Linked DNA regions of Arachis hypogaea: region 2 is linked to region 1. Evidence: chromatin contacts called from public Hi-C data. All regions are on one chromosome and are shown on one strand. Each heading gives the region's core, a stretch centred on a gene start, on an enhancer-like site or on the middle of the called end of the contact. The rest is flanking DNA. Distances are from core to core; before and after follow the strand shown.

The links. A called contact is a pair of places that touch in the nucleus more often than the background predicts.
Region 2: a contact with region 1 is called in a Hi-C map of leaf, with 2.5 times the contacts expected there. The contact joins two enhancer-like sites. A contact is called at or near these places in 4 of 8 Hi-C or Micro-C datasets (leaf and an unstated tissue).

Annotation. Positions count from the first base shown.
Region 1 is chr7:78,977,990-78,981,417 of arahy.Tifrunner.gnm2.J5K5, reverse strand. It overlaps LOC112703592 (protein GRAVITROPIC IN THE LIGHT 1), which reads right to left. Exons shown (of 3, transcript XM_025755125.3): 3 at 1,612-3,428. The coding sequence ends at 2,363. Among protein-coding and RNA genes, the nearest start is that of LOC112703592, 5.9 kb to the right of the region's middle. Within about 2 kb of position 1,582, at least 3 of the 3 cell types and tissues checked have open chromatin away from gene starts, as enhancers often do.
Region 2 is chr7:79,037,311-79,040,738 of arahy.Tifrunner.gnm2.J5K5, reverse strand. It overlaps the pseudogene LOC112703593. Among protein-coding and RNA genes, the nearest start is that of LOC112704152, 7.2 kb to the left of the region's middle. Within about 2 kb of position 1,753, at least 1 of the 3 cell types and tissues checked has open chromatin away from gene starts, as enhancers often do.

The DNA.
Region 1 (3,428 bases), core at 333-2,832:
CAATAATTATAAACATTTATTACAACATTTTCTTTTGGTATTACATTTAATACAACTTTTAGAAGTTTACTATGCTAACTTCACCAATAACATTCCCCAACTCCTAAATAAACCCTAAACCTTTTTTTTGCATTAAGAACAATATATTATACATCCCATAACTAAGGGAAACATAAGGCCCATACAAGTAAATGTTGAACTCTTTGTCATCATCATCATCATTAATTGTCTCATATATGTACAAGTAATTTTTTTTTTTTTGGTGACTACATGTACAAGTAATTAATTTAACGGCAGATTGTCTCACCTATTTTTTCCACCAAATTTAAATACATGCTTTAATTTTGAAAAAAAAAATGATGCCAACCATAAACCCAAAAAAAAATGTCATATATCAACAAGGAAAAAAACCTCTGAAAAATTATGTAAATATTTTAAGAATACCCTCTATTAGAAAAATATTATTGAACTTGAATTTTTTAAATTATTTTAATAAAGACATTCCCAAACAAAACTCATGATGGGAAAATAAAATAAAATATTATGACATTATTTCACTATCCTTGCATAACTACCAAGCTTTGATTATATGTCAGTGTTATAACAAAGATAAGAAATCTTTCTCAGACCACATTGAAGCCTAAATTCAATGCCCCTTGGCCCCCTCCTAATAATCATGTTGATGCCTATGATTTATAGATAAAGAACGGAAACAAGGACCCCTATTATATTCAGAAAATAACCTATATCTAACCCTTGCCACATGTCATATAAAATTAGCATAAGGATTTTGACCCAAAACAATTACCAAAAGATGTCTCTCTTTTATCCAATATTTTTAAAACATAGCTTGCCCCTAAGATCAAAATCATATAGTCCTTTCATGTTTGAAAATTAAATTACTATTAGAGATATTTGTATTTGTAACCGTTGGAAAGCATTATTATTTATGGAAAGATGCATTTTCTTTTTCTTTTTTTCCTCATCAAATATCTAATCCTCCTTTTATGGGACAAGAAAGGTTTTGCAAATATTGTCTTCACATTCACATGCCCCTTTCACCACCGACCTTGCTCAATAAAGCTGGCATCATGTGGGGTCCTAAATTCCAATTATACATTTACAACCAATGTGCCATACTAGTTAGATACATTAAATGATTTTTCACACCTTCAAGGGCAAACATGGAATTCAACAATAGACCTTTTTCCAAGAGATATTTCATGCTTCTCAAACAAATTGACATTTATATACATAACCATTTATTCTTGATTAATAATAGTTTTAATTTAACACAATGTCAATATAAAATATTATATCAAAATTTAATTTAGCCATTTACCAAAACAAAAAACATGTGACTTTAGAAAACTTTAAAATGCACATTAATTAAATTAAATGTTATAATTAAAGATCATTTCTCATATTCTTTTTTATTTCCTTTTAAATTATGAAGCTCAACAACCACACCAACCATTCCGGAAGGCGAATGAAAGTATAATATACCTCTGACAATACAATAGACCACATGCATGCATAGATTTAGAGGCATCCAAGGACATAACTGGCAATAAAATAAAACTTCAATAAAGTAGTCAAAAAGAGAGGGAATTAGAACATAACATGAGAATATATAAAAGAGAATGAAAGAAGGCTACGGATTATAAAATTCCTACCTACATATAATTTATGTACATATTATTATATTTTATATTTATATATATCATGCAATGTCTGATGAAAGATGCGTAACAGCTAGACAATCCCGGCCACTGGCCTGATATCAACAAAATTTTGGGGCATGTTTTTGATAAATCTGCATGAAATTAAAATAAAAAATGAAAAAAGATTCTAAAAAGAAAAAAGGGTTACTCCCAATGCAACGGTCCACACGGTTCTTTCCCCTTTTTTTTCTCTCTTTCAAAATGGCCAAAACACAAGTGGACAATGCTATGCTGCCATTGAACCATGCCACAGTCATGAGTCCCCACAACACACTCAGCCATGCACTGTAATACTGCATTATGTCCTTCCTTTGTACACCGAGCTAACTGGCTTTCTCACGCCGTTGGATTTGGCGTCGGATTTGGTCAATTTTTGCTCCGACACCTTACCCAACGACGAGAGGAAGAGAAATACTTGTATGCTTTTAGAATTATTTAATGCGGGTTTCAGAGATATTCAGGACACTAACGAAAATCTTTCGTTAGGCCTGAATATTTCTTAAACAAGTATATATATTTTTGAAGCGAGTGTTCGCTTCAAAAATATTTGAAGTATTTCTTGTAAGAGAAAATGAGTCAGCTCAGGGAGAAAAAAGAGTACATGTTGTGGGGTCAGTGCCTCTGACCAAAAGTTGCTGCTACCTTTGCCTTGTGGAGTTGAATTTTTTCACCTTGGTGGTGGTGGTGGTTGTTCTTTGATGGAGTGAAAGGTAAACTTGGCATTGAATTACAGTTTTACCAATCCTGAAACCTGGAACCACAGTGAATGCAACTTGTGGATCTGATTCCACTGTCTGATCTGAGCAAAGGAGCATGTCATCATTCACACTCTCCATGTACACATCAGAGAATCTGCAACCTTTTCTCACTTGGAAGATCGAAACTTGGGGCTCGAAGGAGAAGGCTAAGCAGTGTAGTATCCAAACCTTCTTTGCCATCTCGGCAAATGAGCCAAAGAATGCCGTGTCCGGGAACCCTTCTCCAGAGTTCAGGAGGTTCCTCTGGCTCAGGTTGCCGAAGAATGATGATTCCATCTTGGGGTGGACTAGTTTCAAGTACTTGACCCTGCAGAATTTCGCGAAGGATGATCTTGGATTCACGGCAAGAAACTCCCTTGCTTTGGTGGATTTGAGCTCATTGAACCGAGCGAAGAAAACTTGCTGCCGTTTGTTCCGGTCTGGAAGGGATTCATTCAGGAGGGAGAAATCAGGAAAATGGAAGGAATCAAACATCTCCCTGCAAACGAAAGACTCGATCGCAAAACACTTGTGATCTTCTACAAAGTAAACCACATCTTGTTCGATTGCGTTAACCGCAGCATCAATATCCCAATCAGTAGACCTCATCTCTTCCACCAGCAGCCTTACGAAGCTTCGAATGGACCTAACAGTGCTGCGAAGAACAGTGGCGAAATGGCTGGGACTTAAACCTGAAATGTGAAGATTGTCAAGCACAGATAACTGGCCACTTTGATTCAATCTTTTCTCAATTGATTTGTTGTACTTGTTAGCTTCATCTAGCTTCTCCTTCAGAAATATGATCTCAGATTCCTTGAGTCGCACCTGAGATTCTAACTTCTTTGCCATAATCTCATAAGTGCTTATGACACTTTGCAGCTCCTTTGATTCAGCTGCAAGGATAGCCTTCTCTGGTGAAGGATCAAATTGCTTCTTCAAGTAGCATTGCTTTAGTTCAGACAAGTGT
Region 2 (3,428 bases), core at 504-3,003, 59 kb before region 1:
GATTGAAAGATAATTTTGTTGCAGGATCAATTGCCAGCATCTTAAAAGTCCTCAAGAATCTTTCAACAAAATCACAAGGAACAATTATCTGTAATTCATGAAAGGGAAAAAAACCAATAATGCACATTGAATTATTTGGATGTAACTACAATTTAAACTTACTGCATTTAACTCTCTGTCCAAAAATTCATACATGAGTTTTGAACATAAAACACTAATGAAAGTTACCAACTTGAAATTAAATAAAAGTGTGAACTTTTCTCTTAGAAGGAAAACCAAATAAGAAAACAGAGGCAACTAACTGATGATGGAGCAAGCTATAATCTTGACTCGTCAAGGTGAAAACATTATCGACCGAATTGATGGATTCACAAGTTGGGTATCAGAGCTTTGAAAATTGATGAAGGACCAACAGCAGCACTGGTTTAACACAAATATAAATTGATGAGTGATGAGGGGGTTTAACCTGGGGCTATGGTTGGATTGATGGTTTTGGAAAGAGGAGAATGAGATAAAGAGATTATAACAGGATTTTAAAGTAATCTGTAAATAGTACTCCCTAGATCATTAAATGGCTGACAAAGTTATTTCAACTTTGTTAATGATAAAAATACCAAAATATTTTAAAATGCTACAAAAACATAATTATAATAAAATAATATATAAAATTATAAATAAAGACACAGAAATATATTCTAGTAAATCTTAAAAATACACAAATTAATCTAATGACCAACAAAATCTAATAACAAGAACAACTAGGCAACAGCAATTAACATAAGTCAATAACAACATAGCAAAAATTTAATAACACTTAACACAACATCAATTAAGTGATTAACAACTTAACAAATCAACAAAGATGTAATGTCTGTTTGGTCCCTGAAATTCCCAATGCCCGTCAAAACAGCCCTGATTTTTGAAAATGATAAAATTGGTCCCTGAAATTACAAATTGCGAATCTCTTTCGCCCCTAATTCAAATGTCGTTAACACAGTGCTGACTGCTGACATGGAGCACTAAAGTGTTAGCTTGAAATTCCCAATAGTAAGGTGACATGGTTAAGACTTCGGATCAAATAGTCGACTAGTCGTCCCAAATTGGTTAATTGGACTCATTTTAGCCTCTCCACTAGTATAAAATCAATTAACCAAAATGAGTTTAGGGCACCCAATTGATCATATTGAAATCTTAGATATGTCACCTTAATGTCAAGCTAACACTTTGTCAGCACAATATTGAATTAACGGGCGAAGAAAATTCAGATTTGTAAATTCAGGAGCAATTTGGTACTTTTCAAAAAGCCAGGACTGTTTATCTCTAGCGCTAGGAATTTCAGAGAACAAACTGGACGTTGCCTCAATTAACAAATAGCAAAAACAACACAACACAGCAATGAGCAACATGCAGCAAGAACAACTAGGCAATAGCAAAAAATCTGATAACCAACAAAAAAAACACACAACCAGAAACTACAACACAGAAACCAGCAACCATCAACAAAAAGTAAAAACTCAGCAAGAATCAAAGAGGAGAGGACTGCACTACCAGAACTGGAAGACGAGCACGAGGTGAGGGCGACGATGACGGCAGAGCTCGGCGGACTGGAGTGAAATCGCCGCTTCAAGCTCAGGGAAAGGAAGAAAAGCGGAACGGACTGCTGGAAGAGGGGGAGAACCGGATAAGATGGGGCCAGCAGCGGGCTGGGAAGGCTGGAGACGGCGGGGGCTGGAGACGGCGGGACTGGGAAGGGGAAGGGGAGACCCGGAACTTGGAAGGGATTTACTGATTTAGGTATTTCTTAAAAAAAAACGGTCAACTTCGAGGCTGTGTTTATTTTTTAAAATAGAATAAAAAAATATTAAAAAGTGAAAATAAAATATAAAAAATAGAAATATAAAATTTTGTGTTTTTATATTTTTAATAATAATAAATTAAAACAAAATATAAAAATTTAATTTTTTTATTTAAAAAATTTAAAACAAAAAATATAATAATAAAAAATATAATTATAAAAAACTAATAAAAAATAAAAATAAATACTAAATTATATTTTTTATTAATATTTCGAATTCTTTTTGTTAGAATAAATATAAAATATATTAATTTAATATTTTTTTCATATCTTTTCTATTAAACAGAATTTTATGTTTTTATATCCATATTTTATTTTAATAAATAAACGCAACCTAAATTTTTAAGATCGACACTTAACTCCTCGCCTTTTGAAATACAAAATTATGTCATTTTGAAGACCTCCAGATGCAACTGTTTAATAAATATTCTTTCATTTTTCCCCATATATAACGAAAAGACTTTAAACTCCATTCTCTCTTCTTCATTTTACAGAAATAATTCTAACATTTTACAACGTTAACCCCAATCAAAAAAATTCTATTGATAATGACTTCACTGCAGCTCTCCTTGATGATTGCCTCGCCAAAATCTTTAGCTAAATTATAACCCTCTTAGTTTTTGAAAATTTTAAATAATAAATAATTCATAATTCATTATTTTATTTAAAAAAATATTTTTTAAAAAATAATTAAATTAAATTTTATAATATTTTAAATTTAAAATTTATTAAAATTTTTAAATAATTTTTATTATAATAAATATTTTAAAAAATAAAAAATTATTATTATTATTATTATTATTATTATTATTATTATTATTCCAAAAAAAGGAAGAATTGGTCCAAACCTTAAAGAAACAAAGGAAGGAAATAAAATAAGGTGGCTTGCATGCTTTTATATATATATATATATAAACCATGGCAACTCATTAGTTTCATTCATTGAATGTCATATAATCACATAATCATCTTCAATTGGCTTCATTTTTTTTCGAGTAAATTTTAGAATAGTTTTTGAAATTCGAGTCATTATCTAATGTGATCTTTAAGATCCCAATTGTACTATTATAATCTTTCAGATATGGTTTCTGGCTTTATTTTTTTTCGAATAAATCTCCATAATAGTTTTTGAGATTTGGGTCGTTATCTAATATGGTCTTTGAGATCCCAATTGCACCATTGTAATCTTCCAGATACGGCTCCAGGCACCATAATAGTCCTTGGACAGTTTTTCGGTGCTGAGTCATGACCGACGATCTGATGTGTCACGAAATTGCCACGTTGGAGAGCCAAAACGTTGGCGTTTTGGGTTGGCGCCCCAATTTGGTAAAGACGTCGTCATTTGACCCAAAATAAAAATATGAAACGAGCTTGATCAAAAACACACCCTCCCTTTACTTGTCTTCTCCACTTCCATCATCTGTCTTCTTCTTTTCTTCTTCTTCTTCCTCCTCTCTTCATGAATGCCACTACCTTAGGGTTCCATTGGTGAGGTTGAAATTCTTGCACTCAGAAGACATCAAAATCAAGTTTCACTTCATCGTTCGTTTCCTCCTGCGTCAGAAAGAAGAGG